Linked DNA regions of Mustela erminea: region 2 is linked to region 1. The links are chromatin contacts, called in public Hi-C maps. All regions are on one chromosome and are shown on one strand. Each heading gives the region's core, a stretch centred on a gene start, on an enhancer-like site or on the middle of the called end of the contact. The rest is flanking DNA. Distances are from core to core; before and after follow the strand shown. Region 1 overlaps LOC116586962 (a long non-coding RNA gene). Region 2 overlaps EGFLAM (pikachurin).

What was found. Hi-C and Micro-C count contacts between places; a contact is called where the count stands out from the background.
Region 2: a contact with region 1 is called in a Hi-C map of fibroblasts, with 5 times the contacts expected there. The contact joins two enhancer-like sites. A contact is called at or near these places in 2 of 3 Hi-C or Micro-C datasets (fibroblasts and skeletal muscle).

What each region holds. Positions count from the first base shown.
Region 1 is chr3:133,863,120-133,870,225 of mMusErm1.Pri, reverse strand. All of the region lies in intron 3 of LOC116586962 (a long non-coding RNA gene), which reads right to left. Among named protein-coding and RNA genes, the nearest start is that of OSMR, 28 kb to the right of the region's middle. Within about 2 kb of position 2,690, the one cell type or tissue checked has open chromatin away from gene starts, as enhancers often do. A contact at or near this core is called in fibroblasts, where this site is marked.
Region 2 is chr3:134,180,682-134,187,787 of mMusErm1.Pri, reverse strand. It overlaps EGFLAM (pikachurin), which reads left to right. Exons shown (of 24, transcript XM_032337564.1): 18 at 2,419-2,535; 19 at 5,003-5,183. Among named protein-coding and RNA genes, the nearest start is that of LIFR, 110 kb to the right of the region's middle. Within about 2 kb of position 2,742, the one cell type or tissue checked has open chromatin away from gene starts, as enhancers often do. A contact at or near this core is called in fibroblasts, where this site is marked.

The DNA.
Region 1 (7,106 bases), core at 1,441-3,940:
CACATGGAGCAGCTGGGATGGAGGCATGGAGACTGGCCCTTCAGGCAGGTGTGGGACAACTCAGACAGGCCATTGTCGCTCCGGAGTCCCTGAGAGCTCGACTAAGGTTGCCGTTGGGGACCTTGGAGGTTCTACTTCTCCTTCATCTCAATCCTCCTCCCACTTCCTCCTTTTCCCAGCTGTGGACACCAGGGGTACGACTTAACAGACACTCTGGGCCCCAGGCTCCGGTTCCCAGGGACCCCACCTGCAGGAACAGGGGAAGAGGATTTAAAGAGAAAGCACCACAGGAAGTAAAGGGAGAAGAGAGAGAGCTAGGGAATAGGGAGGTACGTGAGGGACCCCATTAGTCCGGGTTTTCCGGAGGAACAGAACTTACAGGGGGTGTGTGCGTGTGTGTATAAATACAAAGCGATTGATTAAAAAGAACTGGTTTGCACAAATTTGGATGGTGATGAATCTCAGATCTGTCACAGGGGCTGACAGGCTCAAGACCCAGGACAGCCAATGGTGCAGATGAAGCCCAAAGGCAGTCTGGAGAATTCCCTCTCACTCCGGGAGGCTCAGTGAGGTCCTCGGAGCCCGTTTAGGCCTTCAACGGATTGGGTGAGGCCCACTCACATTATGCAGAGTAATCTGCTTACTCAAAGTTCCCAAATTTAAACGCTAAACTCATCCAAAAATACCCTCCAAGTTGACCTGTAGGATCGAGACCCAGGGAGCTTCCTTCTGGAACCTCCACGGTCCTCCCTTCCTCCCCCAACACACACACGCATACATGTACCAGGCCAAGGTGGTGCACATGGGCACCTTGGGTGGCTCAACAAAGCCAGACCCCCGATTCCAGCATCCCCTCTGCTGCCCTGAAAGGCTGTCGGACTTCCCAGAAAGCCTAGGGAAGGAACATCCCAGGTACTGCGTATTAGCTTCAGGAAAGGTCACGGGGGTTGGGATCTAAAAATACAAAACGGAGAGCGTCTCCCTCCATCCAGGGCAGAGACGGCAGCAGCTAGAGGTGTCATGGAGCATTAATGTACAAACACTAACCGAGCCGGCAAAGGCCCTTCGGCCCTGCTTTCCATGCCCCGGTGGGAACAGAAAAGAAGAGGCCACCAGGAAAATTCAGCAAGTGTCTCAGCTGATGCCCAGCGCATCCCCCCGGCTCAGGGCTGGCCTGACACTTGTCCGGTTTCCCTGCCCGGCTCCAGTCCTTCCTTACCCTGCTCCGCCTCTCTGTCCTCTTCCAACTCCTATTTTGTTCTGTTGGATCTAAGTATGTATTGTGGTCATTTTTGTCTTTCCTGTTAGAGGATGGGCAACCCAACTACAGTGACCATGTCCACTCTTTCGTAGGTACTTAAAGAGCCAAGGGTGATTTTGCTTCTCGTGTGCACTCATAAAGGTCAGGACCAAGATCCTGTCATTAGGAATGCAGGTTACAACAGAAGGGGTTCCGGTCCTACGTTACCATGTCTTTCCTGCCCCCTGCCCCCCGCACAAAAGTGTATATACTCTATAAACGATAGCGGGAGGTATAGAAAAAAACAATTACTTGGCCTCCTTTTCTTTGTTAGGCTATATCCAAGATACAAGCAAAGAAACTTAGAAGACACAGAAGAGAGTTTAAAGCAGGGCAGCTTGTCCTGATTAAAAAGCCCCAGCCCTCCTGGGAACCGAGACGGAGCAATAACATGATTTGTTCATCGTCAGACAGCTCGTCAGTTATGGAGCTCGGTTTTTAACACAAGTCTTAACTGCCGTGATATGCTATAAATGGTACTCAGGTTTCTTGGCTTCTTATTTCCATTCAATAAACCCATCATTTTCACAAAAGTAGTATTGTGTGCCAGTGGGACTTTCCGGTGTTTGCTGATGGACTGGCAGATGGTACACGGACTCTCACTGCACGCTGACTCTTCTTCCCATCACGTCCACAGCAGGGTCCCCAGGACCCTTGCTGGGCATAGGGCAGGGAGAGGATCCTACTAATGCTTCCAAGTAGTGGCCCCAATAGCCCCAGTCTTTAGGGATTTGCAACACCTGGCATTTTATTGGATTACAGAATAGTCATCGCCCCCCACCCCAACCTCCGTCTGTGATCAGACACATCCAAATGACTTAAAAAAAGAAAAAGATGGTTAGTATGCCTCCTTGAGACAAACACAGCTATACCCCTGGTGTTGCAAACAAAGGCCCTTGCTGCCCCTCCCTCCGAAAAAATTAATAATACATGAGGATTTTCAGGAATCGCTAGAAGTGTAACACCCCCTTTCCAGATTTCCTGGAAGAATCATTCGTTTCTGACAAATAAGTTCATTTGAGCATGTAATGAAATTTGATTTGATTTTTAGACCTTTGTAAATGTTTCATGTCCATCAAACTGTGCATCAGAAAAAATAACTCTGCGTTGGACCTTGTGGGGGCTCCAACCCGGTGTAAAGAACAAACTAGAGCAGGAGAAAGCAGCCTGAGCCCCTCCACACGCAGGTCTGGCCTCCAGCTCTGTACCCCCCTTCCAGCACCCAGGGCACAGACCACAGGAAAGCAAACACCTACACTCCCATCTGGCACCCAACCGTGGGGAGCTTGCTGCTCTCTTCCCGCAAAGCAAATTTCACTTGGCCTTCTGCAGAAGATGATTGTGACTCATTTTCCCTGCTGAGGGCTATGTGATGACCAGACATGAGCCACACATTCAACTGAGTCATGAGTGCTCACATGCCAGTCGTGCCCACTCGGTCACATTTAATGCTCAGCCGTTCTGTAAAAGCCCTAAACCCACAAAAGCAACTTGACGGCAGGGCTCAGACCAGATGAGCTGGGAGGGGCAGGGAGACACTCACTGCTGTCCCCTCAGCCATTTTCCCCTGAGCCCCACCCAGAAACCTCCCCGTCCTTCCTTCTCTCTCCACGCCTGCATCTCCAGGCTGGTCAAATCTGGGTTTAAATGCACCAGCATGATTTACCCTTTCTTAAGGAGGAGGCTGCTGCCAGTTTCTGGCTGCAGGACTGGGGACCTCACCAACAATCCTCAGCCAGAGCTCTCTGTGCTCCCAACCTTTCTTCCTGTCACCATCCGATTCATTTCCTGTACGCCATGACCCCTTCTGGGGAACATTAATTAGCCACCGTGTTTTTCATGATCAGAATTCTAGGAAAGTGACATCTGTATGACTCACACTTCTGCAGTGTGAAAAGTATTTACTATAGTTGATTGAAGCAGATACGTTTTGTGCTAGATACTTACTATATGGATTTATGACCATCTGTAACCATTCTGGGAAAAGGGAAAAAAAATCAGCACTATTAGCTGTGAAGAAGGCTTCACTGTATCACTAAAACTAAGTGAAAACATATGGGATGAAATATCTCTAAATGATCTCATAAATGTCTTTACTTAGAAATACAACAGACTTCCTCTATAATGCTAGTTTCCAGAATAAAGTTAACACTGCCCTAAGACATCATATTCTACCTCTCGTGGCTCAATAAGATAAGAGGATGATTTTACCACCTATATTGTCATCTAGCTAAAGGGTTTTACAATCCATACAGTCATGAGCTTGTAAAATAAACTATGCAAATTTATGTGGACCAGGGTCTAAATTAATTCAGGTCTAAATAAATCAAACCCTAGCTAGACCGTGCTTTAATTAAAAATTGAAAATCTGACTCATGGCACTTAAGTCTGCTGGTGTGTCCTCTGCCAGGAGAGGCATCCCTGCTGTAACAGACACAAATGTTGGGAGGGCTGGCAGATTCTTAAAGATCTAAATAGAGGGGGGTGGGGGGCATCCAGATAAACGTGGCATTCTGAGAGTTCTGTAATTGCTCAGATGGATGTCTCGAGGGCCATTTCAGAGCAAGGAAGCTCACGGTGTCGTCCGGCGAATATGCATTTTTATTGTCAGTTTCTCTCCCCTTGCTTTTGGGTTTTTATGGTTCTCCGTACCTTCTTGTGAATATGTATATATTTTTTCAAACTTCATCTTTGTTCCGTTTTAAGTTTGTATGTGATTATTATCAACTCTCTTCTCCCTTTCCATTTTCCAAAATAGCTTCCCTGCCCGCGGTGCCCCTACTGTGTCCCAGGGGCTTGGACAAATCTGACTGTTTAGGAGGCTTCCCTCCCTGGCTGGACTCCTTCTTCAGCCCAGTGCTCCCAACAAGGACCTGTGACCACCATTGGGTGACCCTGGGCATAAAGCAGATTTCGGAGCAGGGCATGTGGAGCAGGGCATGTGGGCCAGGGATGTCTGCACCCCAACCAGGAAACAGGGGCAGACCGTTCCACGTGAGACTATAAAGATCCTGGGACAGTCTCTGAAACCTCGGTTCTCCTGGAAACCTTGGGGCACACAGTTCCCACGTCCCCGATGGTGCAGGTGGAGAGGAAGCTACCCTACTCAGAACTGGCTCCTCCCCAGAGGGCTCTCTGGGCAGCGCCATCTTGCAATAGATTGTTCCTCCAACGTTTCCAATTAAAACCTTGCCATCACATTGGTGTTTTGAGAAGAGACTTTCATTCACCCCTTCAGGCAAAGGAGTCAGGAATTTGGGAGTTTGGGGTCTCTGGTAGGGTGAGAAAGGGGATTCTCGTTGAAATCAAAAGGTATGTGGGTGTCCACCAGACCAGATAGGGCTTCTGGACCTGTGTTGTACCTTGTCTCCCCAGCCTCCACCCCACACCCCCAAGCAGGGCCTTCCATTCTTCTGCAAAGGGTTGGCTCGGAGAGCTGCTCAGACTGCGAAAGGTTATCCCGTAGAGGCTGGGAAACACTGGGCTCACAGGGGAGGACAAGGGTTGGGATTTCCCCACAGGCTGACCTTGCTCAGAGAAGGTGAGGGAGCTGATGCAAACCTCTGAATTACTGTCCTTCCTTTGGTCCTGCTTCCCAAGCTCCTGAACAAATTTTGAGAGACTCAGAGAGAAACAGGGCTTTTGGGATGAAGTTGAAGATGCCCCAGAATTATCCTCAAGAATAGCCAAAATCGAGGGCCTGGATACCCCGTCACTGCCAGCTGTGACCAACGAGGCAGGGGAAGGGGGGAAATAAAGAGTTCCTAAAAGGACAGAGGCCAAAGCCTTGGCAAATGAATCTCACCTCCTGTCAGCTGAGTGACGGCCCTGATGAACTCCCAAGGAAAGTGCTGAAGCCGAAGCCTCCTTCTTCTCTTCTTGCGACCATCCCCCCGTAGAAGGTGGCCATCCCGGGAGCTGAGGAAGGCCCATCCATGAGCCTGTGGCGCCACCTAGCAAAAACCAGAAGGTACTGGAAAAACGCCGAGCTGGGAGGTTTTTGGGTTTTGTTTTGGTTTGTTTTTCCACCATCAGAACAAGGGGGTTTCCATTTCATTCACAGAGTTCTGGGAAATGGGATTTGTATAAAACCTTTCTTGCACATGATGGAAAACATGTATTAGCATCTAATGAGAGAACTTGGCCCAAAGGCAATTATAATCAAAACATGAGGATAAGAGTTTAGTTCTCTAAACTTGCGTTTTTTGTTCCCCCGTGACAGCTGTGACTCTGCAGTTTTTGCTTCCTCAACTGGATTCTGTCTTAAGCTATACATTTTGAAAACTGACAGAGCTACCATTTCTCCTGTTTTCTTTTCTTTTCCTTTTTTTGCTTTTTCCTCCTATTCTCTCCCGGATCAGAGTTACTTCTGAGTGATGCCTGTAAGTCCTGCAGGGAACACAGGCTCACCGAGGACAGATTCCACAGGCAATCTGTTCAGTCGAGGGGAAATTCTGACAATTCTACAATGTCATAGTGCCCCTCTGGTTTCTGGGGACAGAGATGAAGTTACCTCTGTTCCCACACACCCAGCCCCACAAGGAAACACTTGCCATGCATCATGAAACCAGAGCTTATCAAGGGATCCAGGTACATCCGAACCGTAAATGGACATGGCCCGGCACAGAAAGCTACCGCGGCCTCCTGCCAGAGCTGCCCGAGGCTCCAGAGGAAAACAGAGACTCAAGGAGGCTGCACAGCATCCAGCCAAAAGCTCTTTTGACGATCACATTAGGAAGAGGCAAGTCATTGCCTTTGAAAGGGTCAGGAGAGCATAGAGGGTGTGACTACGGACTCTGGAGCCAAATGCCCAGAGTCCAGGTTTGTTTCTTTTAATTTAAGCCTCGCCTCAGTTCTCTAAACAAACAAACAAACAAAAAAAGTCATTCTAGTACCTGATGTTTCCACTAGGTGAAGTTTCACAGGGTGAAGATGAAATGAGATAAACCACATAAAATGCTTAGGATAAGGCCTGGCACATGGCAGTTGCTTCATAAATATTAACTAGTGTTTTGTTTTCTCAGAGTTTAAAGAAACACACCTGACTTCCCTTGCACTCTAATAAATCAATCATGGTTTTCTTTTGCATCCGAAGGTTTTTGTTACCCAGCACGGCCAACTGTTTTTGTAGCACACCCCCCACCTTTAGGGCAAATTCTCTAGATATTCCCACACTGGCAGCAGAAATAGGAGGAAATAAAGGAAATAAGCATATTCTTTTTTTAATAAGAATTTAAAAATTCTTTTAAGAGGAAGCATGCAAAAAAATTTGAAGACCACCAATCTATCTCAAATGGATGTTCGATTAATGCTATTAGGGGATTGCCAATCAGCGTGGTTTCTCTTCTTTATGATGTTATGCAAACCCTGTCTCTGGTTGATTCATTGAACATTCTTGAACAGTCCAACCACAGTAAGTCTATCTTTCATGCTTATCTATTAGGTTTGATGTTTCCCAAGTGCAAGGATCCTACTTAGCCACTCTGTGCCCCAAGTGACTAGAAACTGTTTTGTGCTTTTGGGTTAAACACTTAGACAACTGGAAAAGTGGAGATTTGGAGGCGGAGATTCCTTGTCCACTGAATTGATTCTACAGCCAAATGGAAGTAAGCCTTAACTTTCAGAGCATCTCTGCGGGGTCCGCCTCTGTGTGCTGTCCTTGAACCTGGTCCAGTATCATCGTCCATGGGTGCCTCTCAAGAATCAGATTACAGCACAACGTTATGGACAGCCCATTACATAGGAAGTGGCAAACTGATGGCATTTCCCGCAAGGTGGGGGCCTGAAGAATTTACCAGAAAGCCTT
Region 2 (7,106 bases), core at 1,493-3,992, 320 kb before region 1:
CCATGGGTGGGGCAGCTGCAGCCCAGCCTCTTGTCAATGGGTTAGGGGTAGGGGCAAGGGTTTTGCTCAGCAACCGAAAGGAAGCAACTCTCACCCCATGAGGCCGGTCCTGTTCCAACTCAAAGGTTCTTCAAAACAGCCTGTTTCTCTGAAATCCCTCTGACCCTACAGCCTTCCTCCTCTCCTCTTATTATCTGACTTGAACTTTTGGGTAGCAGTTAAGACACGACAGCGATGGGTGCCTGTGGGTGTGTGGTGACAGCTGCTGCCTGGGGCAATGTTCCAGGCAACCGCTAGAATTCCGGAAAGCCCTTCAGCTTCTTTGATGAGCACGGCCTCCTGCCAACCCTGGGCCAGTTAAATAAGAACCCCGGAAGCTGCCGAAGCTTATTGACTGAAGGCAGTGCTGTCTGCATCCCAGTCAAGACCTCTCTGCCATTACCTGGCTGGACCCCGCCACTGTGAGCTCCCCCCAAGATGGTGCCCCTTCCTCTCTGCCCTCCCTGTCTCCCCGTCCCTACTCAGACCTGGTGCTCATCCATTCTCTTCCCTCTGACCAGTGATCTGCCTAAAACACAGATAGGACTATTTTCTCTCACTGCTTTTTGGGTACAGAGCAAATTTCTATGCACGCAGTGTCTGATCCCTCCCTGCCTCTGTTCTATACCTACTGTTTCCCCACAAGCCCTGACTTTGTCTGGTTTCTACAATTCTGACCCTTCCTCGACCACCTCCACCTCCCCAACTCTCTGGGTCCAGGCTAGGGTATGGGACACACACCTCCCGCCAGCAAGTACTTCCAGACTCACCGGAACTGTCCTTGCTGAGTCCCACCTGCCCGTGTAAGCCTCTGGAGGGCAGGAACTTCCTTGTTCCCTCTTGTCTGGCCAGCATTTAGTGCCTGGGACACAGAAATGCCCAATAATACTGATTAAATCAATGACTAGATGATGCTACTATCTATATTTCATTTCCCCATAAATCGGAGGCAACCTGGCTTACGTTACCTAAAGAGTGCTCATCGCAGAGATCCCGGATTTCAGTGTGTCTCCCTTTGTTGGAACAAATTTTTTTTTTTTTTTTTTTAGATTTATTTATTTATTTATTTATTTGACAGAGATCACAAGTAGGCAGAGAGGCAGGCAGAGAGAGAGAGGGAGAAGCAGGCTCCCCGCTGAGCAGAGAGCCCGACGCGAGGCTCGATCCCAGGACCCTGAGATCATGACCTGAGCCGAAGGCAGAGGCCTTAACTCACCGAGCCACCCAGGTGCCCCCCTTTGTTGGAACATTTTAACTTTTTGCTTACAGCTCTTATCTGGAGGAATTTGGACACTAACTATGACACACAGTTTGTTGACCAGCCCACGCCTGAGAGTTTAGGCTGGGAAGTAACCAGTAACAGGGGAAAGCCTCTGGGGGTTGACATGGGGAGTTTTCTCAGAATATGGAAAACAGAAGAATTTCTCTACCCTTTGTAGTTGATAAGGAATGTCTCCCACTCACCATGCCTGCCTTTTCTCTTGGCCTCCAGCGGTTCTGTCTTTACCACTGCCGCATATAACAATAGCTGGTTACACAGGAATGCTGATTATGCATCCAACCCAGGGCAAAGTGCTAAGGAAGCAGATCTCAGCCTTCAAGAGAGGCTAGACTGTGCTCATGGCAATCACAAACGCCTCCAAAATATCAAAAGCTACAATAAGGGCTTATTTCTCACTTGCATATCCATCTGTGGTCAGGTGCAGCTTTTTGTAAAAAAAAAAAGATTTTATTTATTTATTTGAGGTGGTGGGAAGGATGGGGGCAGACCGAAAGAATCTCAAGCAGACTCACCACTGAGCACGGAGCCTGAGGCGGGACTCGATCTCACCACCCTGAGATCATAACCTGAGCCCAAACCAGCCAAAGTCAGATGCTTAATCGGCTGAGACCCCCAGGTGTCCCTGATCAGGTGCAGCTTGAAGGGGGCACCCAGGCTGAGAGTCACCCTGAGCTACTCTCTGCCTCGGAAAGCTTCTGCGAAGATGTGATTCATTTCTCTGCTGCCCAAGTTTTATTGCCTGGAGCCAGCTCCCTGGCCCCATCAAGATCAGCAGGTTGGAGCTGGACTTCCTGCAGGGAAAGGGGGTGCTTTTGGAGAAGCGCTGACTATGGGTGGCAGTCGTTTAGCCCACCACACGCACGGTGACAGCTCTCGGTGGTAGACATTAGGGTTCCCATTTTATAGATGTCTAAACAGAGTCTCGGACAGGTTACTGCACTTGCAGACATTCCAACAGTGGGGGTAAGTGGCGATGCCGGCCAATGTGGAAGTCCAGCCAGCCTGCTGGGCTGTGTCCCCGGGGTGTCTGTACCCATTGGTCGCCTTGACTACCTTTTCCGAAACTATGTCGTGTTTCGTGTCTCCTCTGTTGGCAGGGAGGCTTCACGCAGATTAAGTGCAACACAGACATTTTTATCGGCGGAGTCCCGAATTACGATGACGTGAAGAAGAACTCGGGCATCCTGAAGCCATTTAGTGGAAGCATCCAGAAGGTACCGGCTTCACTTACGCATGTTTGTTGTGTGGCCTGGTCTGCAGATGATGGGCTCGAGAACTGTGAGCGCTGTAATCCAATGCCTCCAAAAAAGAAGCTTGGGGAAAGTTGTAAGGTTTTCTTTGTTAATGCTAGCCACAGAGCTTTCCATTCCCACTTTCTGATAACGTCAGCTCCCAGGCCTCTGTCCAGCAGACATTCCATGAACACAGCTCAGTGAAGAGGAATCCTTACAGCCAATCCACCAAAGGATCCGGGCAGTGCTGAGGGAGGGAGCAGGCTGCAGGTGGCTGCCGATGCTTCTGCCGAAGGGGAGGAGGCCGAGGGGGTCTCCTAGCCGGTCTTGGCTCTGTGCTTCCCTTTGGGGTTACTCTGTGGTCTGCTCGAGTCAAAGCCAACCCCCAATCCCACCTCCATGCCCACTGCCACCCCTGCAAGTTAACAATTGTTCACCCATCACGTAACCCAGCCCCTAAGAGCATAGGTGAAGGAAGTCCTTCCGTAGAAGGTTGAGCAAAAACAATCCTTCAGCTAGTTGAAGCTATAGGGCACTGACCCCACTCATATTTGTCTGTTATTCCTTCCCTTGGGGCTTCCCATGACCTCTCCGGTTATGATAACATGTTTTGTCTGTAACAGACATGCAGGCTGACTCACCAAACCAGATTTCCAGGACCATGAAACCCTGGGAGAAAAAGGATTTGAAGAAAAGCACATTCGATTCCTGGATGTTAACTTTGTCCTGTTTTCCTTTAGCAACCAAGGGTGGGTGGTGGGCTGCGGATCCTTTCTAGCCTTGGGATGAAGTGTGGGGGAGGCCAGAACGAAGGAGGCCAGGGAAAGGAGGCCCTTTCATGATTTGCAACCAGAGAGGCCCCACGGAGCTCTTTCTCCTCTTGTATCCCGGTGTGGGTCCCACAAAAGGGGTCCAGTCAACACTTGCTGACTCTGATGTGTTTCCGTGTGTGGCTGAACAGCGATATCCGTGACACCTCAGCTCAGCCCATAGTCCCCCATCAGCACGGCTGGCTGTGTTTAATCATGTGTTTGAAATTCTCACTTAGAAAGCGGAGATGCTAAGGGGACCCCACACCGTCTCCCCACCCTTGTCAGGCTTTCCCCCTCCCGCCTTCACACAGCGCACAGAACCCTTTCCTCCGCACCTCCTGGGCAGGACACCCTCCCCTCCCAGGGGCTGAGTCACTGGCTCTGCCATGTCCCCCGGTGGACGGTAGCATCTTGGCTTGTCTCAAGTACGTATGACTCAGTTTCACAGTCTTTCACTCGGAGCATGAAAAGGGGACAACTATAGAAGGATTCTGGCTGCTTTCTTGCAGCTTGTAAGATTCAAGACCAGGAAAAGAAGTGTTCTCCCACTCTCCCAACACCCTCCAAGGTCTAGGCAAGCCTGTGGAACCACGCATTAGTGGCAGGAAGGACCACGGCTAACCTCTTAGGACGCCCTGCAGGGTGGAGGTCTTTCTGAGAGGTGCTCTGTCCGCAGATTCCACAAACTGACTCAAAGATGCAGCCAAGGTTGGAAGTGCATGACGCTGAAGCACCCACAGCTCAAAACAAACACACTCTCCACAGCAAGGGCTGAAAAGCTTGGCTCCGTTTATTTGAGGCTGGAAAGCCCAGTAACCTCTCCCCGTCACCCCTCATTTGCACTAGAGCCCCCACTGCAGGGAGAAGGGTGTGAAGGCAAAAGAGCTCTCCTGTCCCAGCGAGGCTGCACGCAGTGCTAAGAATGGCATCTGAGTTTCTTTCTTTCTTTCTTTCTTTTTTTAAATGGTGGGGAACAGGATGTGGAGAAGAAGGGAATTCATAGAGGAGGGGGTGGGACAATCAGGAAGACCCAGTTGATGGAGCTGTAGATTCCCCAGAGCCCATTAGCCAGAAGAACGCAGCAGCACAGGGTGAAGCTTCTCCCAGCCCCACTGCCACCAGGAGCCATCCATTCCCCTTTGGTTCCTGCCCGTGTGGTTCTTTCTTTTATATTCTTTCCTACTTGGCTTCACAGCAGCTCCTTTCTTCCTTGGCTGCATCTTCATGTCACTTGGAAAGCTTTTAAAAGTGACTGCTGACCGGCCCCCACCCTCAGAGATGCTGCAGGGGGACCTGCGTGGCACCCGGCCATCGGTACTTTTCTTAAAGTTCCCCAGGCCATTCTAACAGGCAGCCAGGTTGAGGACCCTCATTTATGGGGACCTCTTTATGACCTCCTGGAATCTTCCAGAGCCAGAGGATGCTTTCCTCTCTGCAGAGTCTCCCAAGGGCCACAGGTAATGACATCAGTTTCTGCATCGCTTTTACAAGGTGATACAAACACGAACTTGACGTTTTCTCTTTTATGAAAGTTCCCTCACCAGGCGTCACGCAGGGGAGGATGCCGAGGGAGGCTTCAGCCGACTGTGAAGATGTGTCCCGAGTGCCCAAACGTCTTGACCTTTTGTCCCCTGCAGATCATTCTGAACGACCGCACCATCCACCTGAAGCACGACTTCACGTGGGGCGTGAACGTGGAGAACGCGGCCCACCCCTGCGTGGCGGGGCCCTGTGCACACGGGGGCAGCTGTCGGCCCAGGAAGGAGAGCTACGAGTGCGACTGCCCCCTGGGCTTTGAGGGGCTGCACTGCCAGAAAGGTAGGCACGGAGCGGGAGGGGGTGTCTCCGGAAGCACGGGGGCCGCACTCTTCCAGGAGGCACTGGGAACCCCAGGACAGCCAGGCACGTGGTTTTGAGCAGTGAGTTCAGGAACATAATAGCTGGTATGTCCCATGGTTAATTATCCTATTAAAGAAGAATCATAATGTCAAAATATTTTTAACAGTGGGCCTCTTCCCTGAGAATGCCCTGATGGTCTAGGTACCAAAAGCTTAAATCCTAGTGTCTTCAAGTCACTTGGAAAGCTTTTAAAAGGGGGGTTTCCGGGACCCGTGCCTCTGAGCCATACCCAGAGTCCGTCCTGATAGGTGGGTGCCTGGGCTTTAGAGGCCGGTAAGTATGTTGACCTCTACCTGTGAACATGATAACGAGAAATCTGAGAAATCTTGCCCAGGACAGAAAAAGGTAAATTCTGCTGAATTATAAATAACCTTCTGTGAAGTGCTATTTTTCATGCTTTTTCCTCTGTGCCTGGGTTTCCTCCTCAATAAAACAGGAGTAATCATGCAATAATGTCTAACACAGAGGGTGGTAATATAGGTTAAATGAGGCAATGCTTATTCCTGAGAAACATGTCTACTAAGCCCTCAACCAGTACTCACCGTCATTGTTATTGGTGAAAAGCACCTGCTCCCTGCAGTGCTGGGAGCTACTCAACTTCCAGCCCGCCCTTGTCTGAAAGCTAGAGCAGGTCACAGGCCCTCCATGATGGAGCTTCCCACATCTGCCCCAGGGAGGCCACGGACCTTGTGTCCAGAAGAGGCCTACCAGTATATGGTCATGTTTGGCCATTGGATCTTTTTGTTTCAGATATTAGTACGGCCTCACCTGTCTGGGAACTAATTTTAAAAAAGGGGGCGGGCATCAGGCCACAAGAAGTGAGGTGGTGAGCCTCAGTGAAGGGACGTGTGCTCTCTCTTTTCTATCTCTTTCCAGGTTCCTGAACTTTATCAGAATTCAGGCTTAGGGGAAGACAGTTACAGGCAGATGCTGTAGTATAGGAATAGTAGGAGAACTTGTTTTGCAGTGACCATGGGAAATAGAAATGCTAATTTGCTGATTGGAAGCCTGCAGTGTATTTTATTTCAGTGTATTTTGAAAACTGCGTGGCAAATTATATGAAATATGTTTATGAACATAGCTCACCCTGTGATGAACCCCCGAAGAAGAGTAATGGATCCATTTCTGGAAAGATCCTGATTATAATTCTAACAAGCAAATTGTTGTTTGGCTAATGGCACGTACTTGTGGAGATTTAGTTCAAGAGCAGCCCATTCATTCGGAAAATTGAGTTTGGATTTTACACATTAGTGTTTGAGTTTCCTGGGTCTCCAGCTTTACCAGAAGCAATTCGGATTTGCTCCTGCCTTAAATACTCACCTTAATGGTCCATATATAAAGTCCAGCCTTAAATGAACGTCTCACTTTGAGAATTAGAGGAGGAAGGACGGGATAATTTGCGATCTTGTTAAGCCTCGTTTTCCGCTGCAGAGCAGTAGCCGTAACAGATCTAAAGTGCTCACATTTATAGCTTTCTAACTGTGGGTTCAGGTTCAGTGAGAAGCAAGTATCACCAGCATGAGGAGTCAGAGCCCCAGGGAGGGCCTGGACAGCAGCCAGGGGGCCTGGGGGGCATTAGGCCTCTTTTTCTGGAATATGCTAGGCTTGAGGCCAGAGTAAAAAACTATCACCTCCCCTCGTGTTGTATCAGTGTTTCCTTATGCTTTGAAATAAAGATAGTGTTTCTGCCCCAACAGCAGCCCGGGCTACTCCTAGGAAGGCTTATGCATGGCAGGGGGGTGGGTGGCCTATAGCAGTCATTTCCTCTGTTAATTGGCTTGAGAGCATTAATGGGAAACTGGGTACAGGTTAGGGCTGTTAAGGACAAATTTTCTGGGCCCC